Linked DNA regions of Rattus norvegicus: region 1 is linked to region 2. The links are chromatin contacts, called in public Hi-C maps. All regions are on one chromosome and are shown on one strand. The core of a region is the stretch at or near the end of the contact, and the rest is flanking DNA. Distances in the headings are between cores, read along the strand shown.

Region 1 (5,599 bases), core at 1,385-3,884, 360 kb before region 2:
CAAACTTAATTAATACCGAGCAGATTATTGACTATATCAAATAATAATAATTTATGCTACTGGGTATAAGAGAGCTACTAAAACAGTATTCTTGTCTAAAAATTCTGAAAATGTAAAACAAAACATTCTGTAGATGTAAGAATAAGAAACAGAAGTAAAGGCTTCTCTGTACGGCTTCCAGTCTACTGCTAAATTAAATTTATAAGACCTACTCTTCCAGCTACTAGGAAATAAAATTTCTTACATTTGTACTTTTCAAAAATCACTTTCAGTTAATGAGTATACCAAGTGCTACAACAAGGTAACTAGATCTAAAGAAACATCAACCCCAATGGTGAAGAAAATACCAACAGTAGGCTAACCCTCATCTTCCGTAGAACCTGTATTTCAGAAAACTTAAAAAATAAATCCCTCTAGCTTTTGCTTTGACAGCATAATTAAGTAGTAACCAAAGTTCCCATGTGTAGGTAGTCCTTTATACCAGGCTCACTAACCTCTGAAACATACACCCTCTGAATCACAGTGCCTGCCTGGCATACATTATGTCACCATTAAATACTTGCTGAATGAACTTTTCCAATAGTACTGTATTTGAGCTGAGCCAACCAAATTCTTAGACTTCGGTTCAGTCAAAATAGCATGTATTTTGCAAAGGGGGTGGGGAGGGAGGGAGGCAGGATTAAGAATGCAGTTTTGTGAGTCACTAGAGCAATATGAATTAGCCCACTAGGGGCAAGGCCACGTGATCAACAAATGCCCGGGCCTCTGCCATGCCATCTAGAGAAACCTAAAAGCCATCATCTTTATGAGCTTTCCAATGTCTAGAAGAGAGCTTTCTCCTGACCTCTAATAAACTTACCTCGATTCCATCTATACATTTTTCTAGTTTTCACCATCTTTCATAAAAGTTCTGTTAGGTATATATAAGCTCATATTAAAGGGTAGAGTTTAGAAATGTCAGAGGCATTCACAGTGCGCGATGCAGAGCACCTGCGAAGGGAAGCTAAACTTCATTTCCTGAAGCCCTGAAGGCTACTGGGGAAAGAGTAAGACAAGATAGAAAGCCCTGAGGATAAAATAAGAAGGAAGCCACCAACCGGGAAGGTAAACAGAAGCGCTGGAGGCACCCAGGTGACATTTGAGCAAAACCCTGAAGATAAGGGCGCCGCAAGTCCTATGGTCACAGTTCTATTTGCACGGATACCAAGTCCCGACCTTTTCCCCCACTCGCAGGACTCCTTGGGCCGAGGTCACCGCCCTGACTTAACTACCTCTGGTCGCGATAGTCATCTAGTGTCTGGAGAGCAGGAATGACAAAATCTTTAACACTTAACCCCCAGTGACTTCTAAAGCAAACGAATAACCTGTAGGCGAGCTGTCCCATACTTCTTGCATATCTGTGCATATACAAGTAAACGATTAACGCTGACAACTTACTTTATTAAAAAAATAGCATGGTTCCTCCTCAGTAAAATCTGCTTACCTACTGGCACTTTTTACCTGAAGAATAAGCCCCCTAACAATTTATACAAAAGAGAGAGAGAGAGAGAGAGAGAGAGAGAGAGAGAGAGAGAGAGAGAGAGAGAGAGAGAGAGAGAGAGAACAGTGTGGCGATGAAATGACCTCCTGTTTTACAGTAAGACACTACGAACGGGCACGGTACTCTGTGCGTGTTCACATTTTGTACTCCAGCCTTGTCCAGAGCCTCTGAGTTTTCAAACATAAAGAAGAAAACGACGTTTTGAAGTGCGCCGGTCTCCGAGCTCTGGTGTCCGGCGTCCGGATGGCCTGGGCTCCACCCACAACCTAGATCGCAGCGCCAGAGCTACCCGCTCCTCGCTCGCACAGCGTCGCCTACAGGCCTTATCCCGACTACCAGGGAGGCATCAAAACCATCGCCAAAAGGGGGAAAAAGAGGCAAGTCCAGCAGCACCCGCATATTTCCAGAATTAATGCACCACCACCACGATCACGATTCCAACTCAGCTAGGCTGGGAGCCTTCACCTCCTAGGACTGTGGTCTTCGTAGAAATAACACAGACAGATATAGGGTCCGGCCGCCCCCGGGACGGGGTCGGAGAGGGTGGGCGTTCGATCCATCCATCACGGCTGCAGGAACCCCGCTTGAAAGGTGCACCGTCGGCATCCACGGGCTGGCCGCCTGAGTTCGGCTTCCCCCGGGCTGATGCCCGCGAGTCAGGGAGAGCAGCGCGGCTTCGACTCGCCGCCTTCTGGGGCCTATGAGACCCGGAGCGCCTGAGAGAGGGAGATCCCGGCCTCACGCCACCACACCGGACCAGAGCCCTGCTGCTGTCGCCTCCAGGAAAAAATCAAGCCGGTCACCCGAGCAGCGGCGTAGACGCCACCTTGCAGGAGCGACACCACAGGCAGTATCCACGGCCGTCCAGAGCAGGGCAAGGGCACTGAGAAGAACCGCCGCTGCTGCTGCAGCTGTCGCGGCCGCTGCCGCCGAACCTCCGGGCCCGCGGGAGCCGGCGCGCGGAGGCAGAGCTGCGAGCCCGAGTGGCGGCAGCAGCAGCGGCGGCGGCGGCGGCGGTGGCGGAAGTGGAGTAGGGAAGAGGGGGTGGTTGTTAGTGTTTGGCGCCGGCGGAGGGAGTCATTCCTGCAGCTGCACTTCCGGTCGGCATTTTGTTCTGAGAGGGAGAGACGGAACGAGAGAGAGAGACACACACACAGGGCTCCTTCCCCCCGCCCGCCCTCCCCCCCCTCCCTCCGTCGGTACCGACTCACCCGACACCACCAAGCCGCAGGGAGGGACGCCCCCGCCGACAGGAGGATTGGTTCCTGGGCCCGCGGCGATGCCCCCCCGGTAGCTCGGGCCCCCGGTCGGGTGTTTGTGAGTGTTTCTATGTGGGAGAAGGAGGAGGAGGAAGAAGAAGAAGCAGCGATTTGTCTTCTCGGCTGGTCTCCCCCCGGCTCTACATGTTCCCTGCACTGAGGAGACGGAAGAGGAGCCGTAGCCACCCCCCCTCCCGGCCCGGATTATAGTCTCTCGCCACAGCGGCCTCGGCCTCCGCTCGGATTCAGACGCCGATTCGCCCAGGTAAATTCCTGCTCTTTATTTCGGCGGCGGCGGCGCCGGCGCCAGGTCCTCAGCGTTTCTCCTCCTCGCTCCCCTCCCCGCCGTTTCCTCAGCGGCCCCAGGTCTCTTCCACGGGGCGAGTCGAGAGTTCGCTCCTCTCCGGCGGCAGCCACCCTGGGTGGCGGCGGTTTTTGTACCCTCTCCCGGCCGGCTTCGGTGACGGGGACCGGGCTCCTGCCGGGCGGCCGGGGAGGCGTAGGCCCGGCGGAGAGTGCAGGCCGCGGGCCAGCGGAATCTACTTGAGCTCGGGGATTAGGAGAGCTCCGGGCTGAGCGGAGCGACTGCTGGTCGGTGACAGGCCTCGCCCGGGAGAGGAGCCGTAGCTAGTGAGGAGGCGGAAACAATACAACTATCAGCAAATGTGCCCCGATCGTCCCCATATTTACAACTTTCCCGGTCCGGGAGTGGGGAACGTCCCAGTGAAACAAACAACCCCCCTTCTTCCCCCTGTGACCCCATGAAGGGAGGAAGTAGTTTCAGTTAGTGAAACAAATGTAAATACTCAGACACGGCTACAGTGGTAATTCTCTGCAAAACTTGTTTGGACGTTGGAAAGTTAATAAAGACTCGTTTTCTTTGTAAAAGGATTAAACCGTCCACATGTATATTTAATACAGAAAACCATAGCGCTGTGCACACTGCACATCCTCGCCCAGGAGCTTTTATGTTGTTTGACAGTGTGTGGTTGCACATGGACTTTTTATTCAAAGACCCAAGTATAAAGAACTTGACAGGTTTACTCCGACACTTTGTATTTGTATGTTGTTATGTAAGGATAATTTTAAATGACTACATAAAACTCTCTGATACTTTCTAGCCTAAACGTGTGCAGGCATACAAAGAATTCTAAGTGTTTTGAGCTTATGCCGAGATAAGGATGAAACCTATTTTCTTTCAGAGGATAGAAATTAAGTTACACTTAGAATCTTTGGGAGGTTTAAAGCGAGACACACAGACACACACACACACACACACACACACACACACACACACACAAGGTGCCATCCTTTCTTGTCAGGGCAGATCTTCTTGAGTCCCAGGATTGTCATTGGCTGTTTGTACTATGATGTTTGACTGTGTAATGAGCGAGGTGTCATTTTAATAGGTCAAATGTATCTGTAAATGCTGGAGAAAAATATCAGTTCTGTATCTTAACAAGTTCTAGTTCACGAGTAAGTTAGATGTTGGGAGCTTGTTTCTGGCGGCTTTGGGAATGGAAGTTAGTGAAAGACGGAAATACCTTTTTTAAAGTCCTCAGACTTATAAATTGCACAGAAAAAGAAATGTCCCGTTTGATACTTTGTTTCATATTCGCCGAAGGAAAACTCATTTGTTAAAAGGAAGCAACACTGTTCAATAAGGTCCTTTCTTTTAATAGTAGTGGTTAAAATATTGGTTTAAATATTCCGTGCATTAAGTTTTCGTCACTGTAGAATAAATAACTTTTCTGCGGGTTACTTTGGAGTTTAACATGCTGCTTACAAAAAATTGCTCCACCTTTCCTGCAAACGTATGGATACATGTTTAAAAGAGTGAAGTTAATATAGCTGTCACGTACTAGGCATGTTTTTAATGCTATAAATCCGTGTAGTAGTCAGTAGCGTGTCCGTGATTTGTATTGGTCCGGGAGCAGTTTGAATTTTAAAAAGCCTGGAGCTCCTGCTGAGCCCCAATCCCGGCCTCCCTCCCTCCCACTAATCTCCCATTCCTGTCTTTGTGCTGCCTGCTCCTGTTAGACTCTGTTTGCTACGGGGCCTCAGGCCTACGGGGGTGAAGGGGGGGGTGTAGTGGGGGGTATGCCAGGAGGGAATGCTGAAGTGAGGAAGACTTCCCGTCTTGAGAAAGCAGTTTGGTGTTGGGGGCGGGGGCGTGTAAAGGGTTGGGTAAAGGCGTCACTAAAAAAAAAGAAAAAGAAAAACTGTTTTAAAGGCTCTGTGATTATCTGTTCAACTTTTATTTGAACTGTATGTCAAGAGATGAACTTATTTCCATGAAAGATAATGGGAAAAGAGTTCTTCTTGCTTAGTTTTCATAAACAGAAGCAACTTTATTTACAGGGTTATAAGTTACAAGGAGTCTTACGCAGACGTGTGGATCAGTCTAGTAGATATTAGTGTATTTTTTTCTTAAGTCTTTGGAATTAGGTTACAGTTAGTCCTTTCTTTATTATTTGAGTTCTACATATTTTGTAGTTTGTAAGTAATGTTCAGTTAGTGGTGCTTTCATAAGATAATGTAAACAGTTCTTGAGAGTAATTTGAAAATATTTCTGCTTTGCTCAGTTTAATTTAAATAGATTGTTTTTAAAAGGGAAAACTCAGTCCTTGAACTTTTTGGATAATTTAGTTGGAGAGAACAATTTGTTTCATGAAAGATTGCAGGTGTCAGTCTGTTGGATGTCACCTGTATTGGTTGAGAGACTCACCAGTGAAAATCTTTTGCTGCACTTCCTCCCTTTAATACAGTGAAAAGGTACAACCACTAAACATTCCAGTAA
Region 2 (5,892 bases), core at 790-3,289:
GATTAGAAATTCAAGGTTAGGGCTGGAGAGATGGCTCAGCGGTTAAGAGCACTGACTCCTCTTCCAGAGGTCCTGAGTTCAATTCCCAGAAACCACATGGTGGTTTACAACCATCTGTAATGGGATTTGATGCCCTCTTCTGGTATGTCAATACTAACATTGGAAATGTAAATAAAGAAAATAACAAAAAAAAAAAAAAATACTGATTACTGAATCATGGGTATGCTGGCCCCAACATGGTTCACTTACATAACTGTTTCCCTCTTCACTGGGTTCTTTCTAAAAATAAATCTTAATCCAAAATACAATTTCAATAGAACAATGCTCATAGGAACTGCAGTGAAAATACAAAAGGGAAGAATAACCTCTTTGACGGTGAGACTCAGAATGGTTCAGAAAAATGTCAAAGAAACTAAAGACTTCCTTTTTTTGGAGCAGGGTCTAACTTTTTTGTTCTGGTCAGGTTGGAACTCACTAAGACGTAAAGACTGACCTCAAACTCAAAGAGATCTTCCTGCCTTTGCCCTCCAAGTGCTGAAATGAAAGGCATTCACCACCATGCCTGACTTAGAACTAGAGTCTTTCCCTAAGAACTGGGAGCCAGGCTTCAATGTCCATGCCTTTAACACAACACTTCCCCAGGCAAAGGCAGGCAGATCTCTTGGAGTTCCAGGATAGCCAGGGCCACACAGAGAAAACCTGTCTAGGAGGAGTCTGTTAGGCAGAGGGGAAAAAAATGCTAGAAGGGGATTAGTGTGAGAAGGAAAGCATACTAAAGAGATCACACATTTAAAGAGATCACACATTTAAGTGAAGCATGGTGGGAGGGGTGATGACGACACACGGACACACAAATCAAGACAACAGCAGTTAATAGGTCAAACTCATAAGGCAAGTTCATTTGTTAGCAGTTGTCAAGTTCAAAGAATAGCTTTGCTTCTGGTATTTTTCTTTTCAGTTTTTGACGACAGGGCTTTTCTGTGTAGCTTTAGTTGCTGTGGAGCTCCCTCTGTATGTAGACCAGCCTGGCCTGGAACTCACAGAAATCCTCCTGCCTCTGCCTCCCAAGGGCTGAGATTAAAAGAATGAACCACCACTGCCTGGCTGCTTCTAGTATTTCTGGTTTAATTAAAAAAAAAAACTCTTAATAGATTTTTATAAGTTCCTACACTTGTACTTTTGTCTACTTTCCATTGATTATTCTGTTTAAGTTACCCCCATTTTTTGCTCACAAGTCTCATCTATATCTTATATTTCTCTATTTTTCTCCAACTTTCATCTCACTAGAAACATTTTGTAGCAACTAATGCAACTCCACAAAGCTTTAGCTGGTTACAAGTTTTAAAGTTAAGGCAAATACTTCCAAGTTATCTCCTTTGTTGGCGGATATACTTTGTTCTATTCTCTGTCAGCCAAATTCTGACTCCTATATTTCTTTACTAGTCAATTCCAGAATCTCACGTGACATAACTGAGAGAACATGGCAGATTTCCAAATTTTAACTCATTTGCTTTTCTGAGTAGCTCATAATTGCAGCAAGAAATGTACAGAAATGGAATATGGACCAGGAGATTATTCTCATTTGGATTTAATGAGCTTGCTTTTACCTCTTCGAGTATCTACAGTCAACAAAGTGTAGACAAGACAAAATAAGCAATAAAGGTGGTTGCTGTTCGTCATATTTTCAAGAAACCGAGCCCTAATCTTTGAATATCCACGCGGGCACCAGTGTACAGAAAAGGACTAAGACCCCTGAATCGGACTAGAATCCTTTAGCGGGGAAACAGAGCGTCCAATCCAATGGACCGATCACTCACTTGGGGCCGACACCATGAGCAGCTCAGAAAGGTCCGGGTACATGCGGTCTTCTTGCAACTGTCGGTCGATAAGCCTCCCCGCATTTTCCAAAGCTTCTTGCAGGGAGGGGGCCGACGTAGAGGCCACCATCATCGAGCCCAGCATAGATGGCATGTCGACAATCGTCGTCACCGCGTTACAAAAATACTCCAAAGCCGCGAAGAGCCGTGAGAAAAACCAAGAGAACCCAAAATCCTCCTCTCGGACGCGCGCGCCAAACGAATAACTGGGCGCCAGATCATGACGCACTTCCGGTTCGTCCCTGAGACGCCGTTTCAGGGACGGAAAAAGGAAGCGGTTGAGGGTTGGACTTTGAGGAAGGAGCGAGAGAGCAGACTAGAGTTGAATTTGTAGATTGCCTGGGGTAGGGAGGAGGGGAAGGGGAGAGAGGTAAAGGAGAGGGGAGGGGACTGGAGGAGAGGGCTGGGCGGGGTAGGAAGGGGAAGGAAGGAGGAACTCCCAGGGCAGGAGTCTGCTGGTGGGTGCTTGCAGTCCGCTGTGCGGTGGTGACCTCGCGCGTGTTGATCCTTTGCCTTGAGCCCCACCCCCACTTTGGAATGCGGCGACTGCCTCTGCTTAAGAGTGCACACATCCATCCATTATCGTGGTTCCCTAATGACTTCTAACAAGAGTTAGAAATTGGTCCCGATTCTAGAAACAGATTACCTCTGAGCCAAAAATTCACAGCATTTCAAACAATAGGGTGAATTAAAAGTTCATTGGATTTTTTTCCATGTGCATATCTCTGTCATTGGCTTTGTGGTCAATCACTGTGAAATCTTTTGTGTTGGAGGTCACCATTGGGGAGTGTCTCACGCCTGTTAATACTCGTACTTGGGGGGCTATGGCAAAAGGATTACTGTGAGTTTACTTGGTGAGTTCATGTACAGAATGTGATCCTGATCTCGAACAAAACAAAAACGGGGTCAGGGAGGGAGATTATTGTGTGATAGGTGGAGCCGGGAATTTGGGAAGTGGAGGCAGGAGGATAAGGAGTTAAAGATCATCCTCGGCTGTGTTGCAAGTTTGTAGTAAACTTGAGACTCTGTCTCAAGAAAAAGAAGAAAAGAAGTATTTGCTGTTGCTGTATGCTTTTACCCAGGTTGCCTTGGGAGGGCACTCATCTAATTCATCTGTTCTCATCTCAAAGTACAAGGATTGATAATTAAATAATGTATGCATTCAACAGATCATATAATTCTAGGAAACTGAATAGGTACTGTGTCGAGCACCATGCCTACTGTTGGGAATAACAAACTAAGACACTTTTGCAGAGACAAAGTAAATGAATCATGAAGTCCAGACATAGAGGCACACTCCTGTAATTGGAAGCCAGACTGGGCTATGTACTGAGACCTTTTGAAGAATCAGCCTGCCTTCATTTTAGGCTTAAAAGCCATCTATAATAAAAACAAACAAGCTTTGTTCCTGTTTATGATCAAACCTCTCTTTCTCAACTCCCAGCCTTAATTACAAATGGTTCTGTAACACTTGTTCCAGGAATGGAGCTCATGCCTTTGTTCCAAAAAGTTGTTTGTAATCATCTGGCAACCCTACCTTTGTTTCAAAAGGTTATTAAATGACCAGGAGGTGGTGGTGCGTGCCTTTAATCCCAGCACTTGGCAGGCAGATGCAGACTGAATCTCTAAGTTCAATGCCATCCTGGTCTACAAAGGAGGTTCCAGGACAGCCAGAACTGTTATACAGAGAAACCATTTCTCAAAAAACCAAACAAACAAAGGTTCTATGACCACCTATGCCTACCTTGTTATAATTACCTTGTCATGCCCACCTTACAACCATGTCTTTGTTTCAGGAGGAAACTGACTTATGCTTACATTCCACTCCTCTAATACCGCCTGTTTTGTCCACCAGACCCCCTACCGTTGCAGGCTATTTGATCACACTGTGAACCCTGATATTGTGTTAGTGTCTGGGGGAAGCCTGCTTTTAGTTGTGGTGTGGCTCAGCCTCAGGATATACTTTTTTTTTTCTTTTTCTTTTTTCTTTTTTTCGGAGCTGGGGACCGAACTCAGGACCTTGCGGTTGCTAGGCAAGCGCTCTACCACTGAGCTAAATCCCCAACCCCCAGGATATACCTTTAATTCAAGAGCTTTCTGCTTGAATGTTATAAATAGGATTAAATGAAGTCAACCATAGGTCAAGAGGCAGAGCAAGTGTCCAGAAAAACCATTGAGAGGCAGGGGGAGTAGAAGGGAGGGACATTCAGTTGGCAGGAGGGTTTTTTTTTTTTTTTTGTTCGTTTGTTTTGTTTTTTTAGTGGGAGTGGGGGGGGCATTGCTCTGGATTATCAGCTGAGGAAGACAGTCAGCTAGGTGCTTTCTCTGTCTCTGAGCCAGCAGGCTTAAACCCCAGCATCTGACTCCCAAGTCTTCATTGGTAAAATCAAACACATGAGATTTTGTTCTAAAACAACAGCCTACCCGCTGAGCTCTAAAAAGCCTTGTCTTCCTCATATTCAAAGCTGACCTCTCCTTAGGAGGAGGCAAACAGTATACAAATACATAGCTTGCTTTAATTAATTGCTTGTGAAAGAATAAAGATTTTAAACTATCCCCCACTGACCCTGCTGTGAGGACAAGTGCACCTCACAGCAAAGAATAACATAACATGTTTTGGGGAGGTAGCCTGGCTATAGCCACCACAAACCATCTGGCCTCAATAAGGCCTGACTCAACAGTCCTGAGAAGACCAAGAACTAGCGGCAGCTTGCCCCAAAAGCAGGGTGGCCTAGAGTTGAACTGAGCCCAAGTTACAAACCAATGAAATTGCTTTGTGTGACTGTTGCCAACTACCTATGTAATTTTCCCTATAAATCCCTTCCCCTAATTGGGCTTGGGGTCGACTCCTCTGTCTCCTGTGTGAGATACGTGTCGTCCCCAGAGCTCTGGTCCCTCAAATACACCTCTTGTTTATTACATCAAGACTGGTTTCTCGTGAGTTCTTTTTTTTTTTTTTTTGGTTCTTTTTTTCGGAGCTGGGGACCGAACCCAGGGCCTTGTGCTTCCTAGGTAAGCGCTCTACCACTGAGCTAAATCCCCAGCCCCTCTCGTGAGTTCTTAGGGGTTGTGTCATCTCGAGATTTGAGTGGGGGTCTTCCACACCCCGGTGGTCTTTCACTTGTTTTAAGTAATTTGGCCATGATGATCTTTCTCCTTTCATCTTTGATATCAACCCTTTTTCAGAAATAGAAAATGAAAAGTACTATAATAATGGGATTGGCTATAGATTTTCTAGTAGGGTATATACAGAATTCAGTAGCATATAGGAGCAATGAGAAGGGAGGCTTTGTTTTCAACACAAGGACACTTTAGTAGACAGGGTAATCACCTGCCCAAAGCAGCTAAGATCTGTATATTTTTTTCTTTTTTCTTTTTGTAATGAGACTAGGTTTTACTACATTGGTCAGGCTGACCTTGAACTCACCACGTAGCCTGCACAGGATACAAATTTGCAACCCCAATCCCACCTCAAGGATCAGGGTAGCTGTGATTATAGTTGTCATCTGCCACACCCAGCCAAATTTTTTTTAAAAAAAAAAATTCTTGGACTTCCCAACATTTTGCTATTTTCTTAATACTGCTGTTCCTGAGCTCTCCGCTAATCCCTACCAGTTGTCTATGTTTTCAGGACGTCAGACTGCTGAGGAGAGATCCTTTGGATCCTATGCTTAAGATGAAAACAAGGATTTATTTTTAGTTATGTATGTGTGTGCATGCATGTGTACATGTGTGCATGCCCATGGAGACACAAACAGGACAACTGACACCCTGGACCTGGAGGTACAGGAGATGTAGGCTGCTCAATGTCTCAGAAACCAGACAGGTCTTCTGAAAGAGCAGAGAGCGGTTTAACTATGGAGCAATCTCTGCAGCTCCTTAATCTGAATAATTAAGGTAACATTTAATTTAACATGTCTGATTTTAAGACATTTATATTACCCATATTTATATAGGGTACCGATTCTATGATAGCACGACTGAATGCCTACCTCAAGGTACCATACACCCTTTC

The links. Hi-C and Micro-C count contacts between places; a contact is called where the count stands out from the background.
Region 1: a Hi-C map of liver shows a contact between it and region 2, with 4 times the contacts expected there. The contact joins the promoter of Nipbl here to the promoter of Nup155 in region 2. A contact is called at or near these places in 2 of 12 Hi-C or Micro-C datasets (both in liver).

What each region holds. Positions count from the first base shown.
Region 1 is chr2:59,290,312-59,295,910 of GRCr8, reverse strand. It overlaps Nipbl (NIPBL, cohesin loading factor), which reads left to right and starts at 2,634. Exons shown (of 46, transcript NM_001427698.1): 1 at 2,634-3,064.
Region 2 is chr2:58,924,749-58,930,640 of GRCr8, reverse strand. It overlaps Nup155 (nucleoporin 155), which reads right to left and starts at 2,039. Exons shown (of 35, transcript NM_053952.2): 1 at 1,818-2,039. The coding sequence starts at 1,971.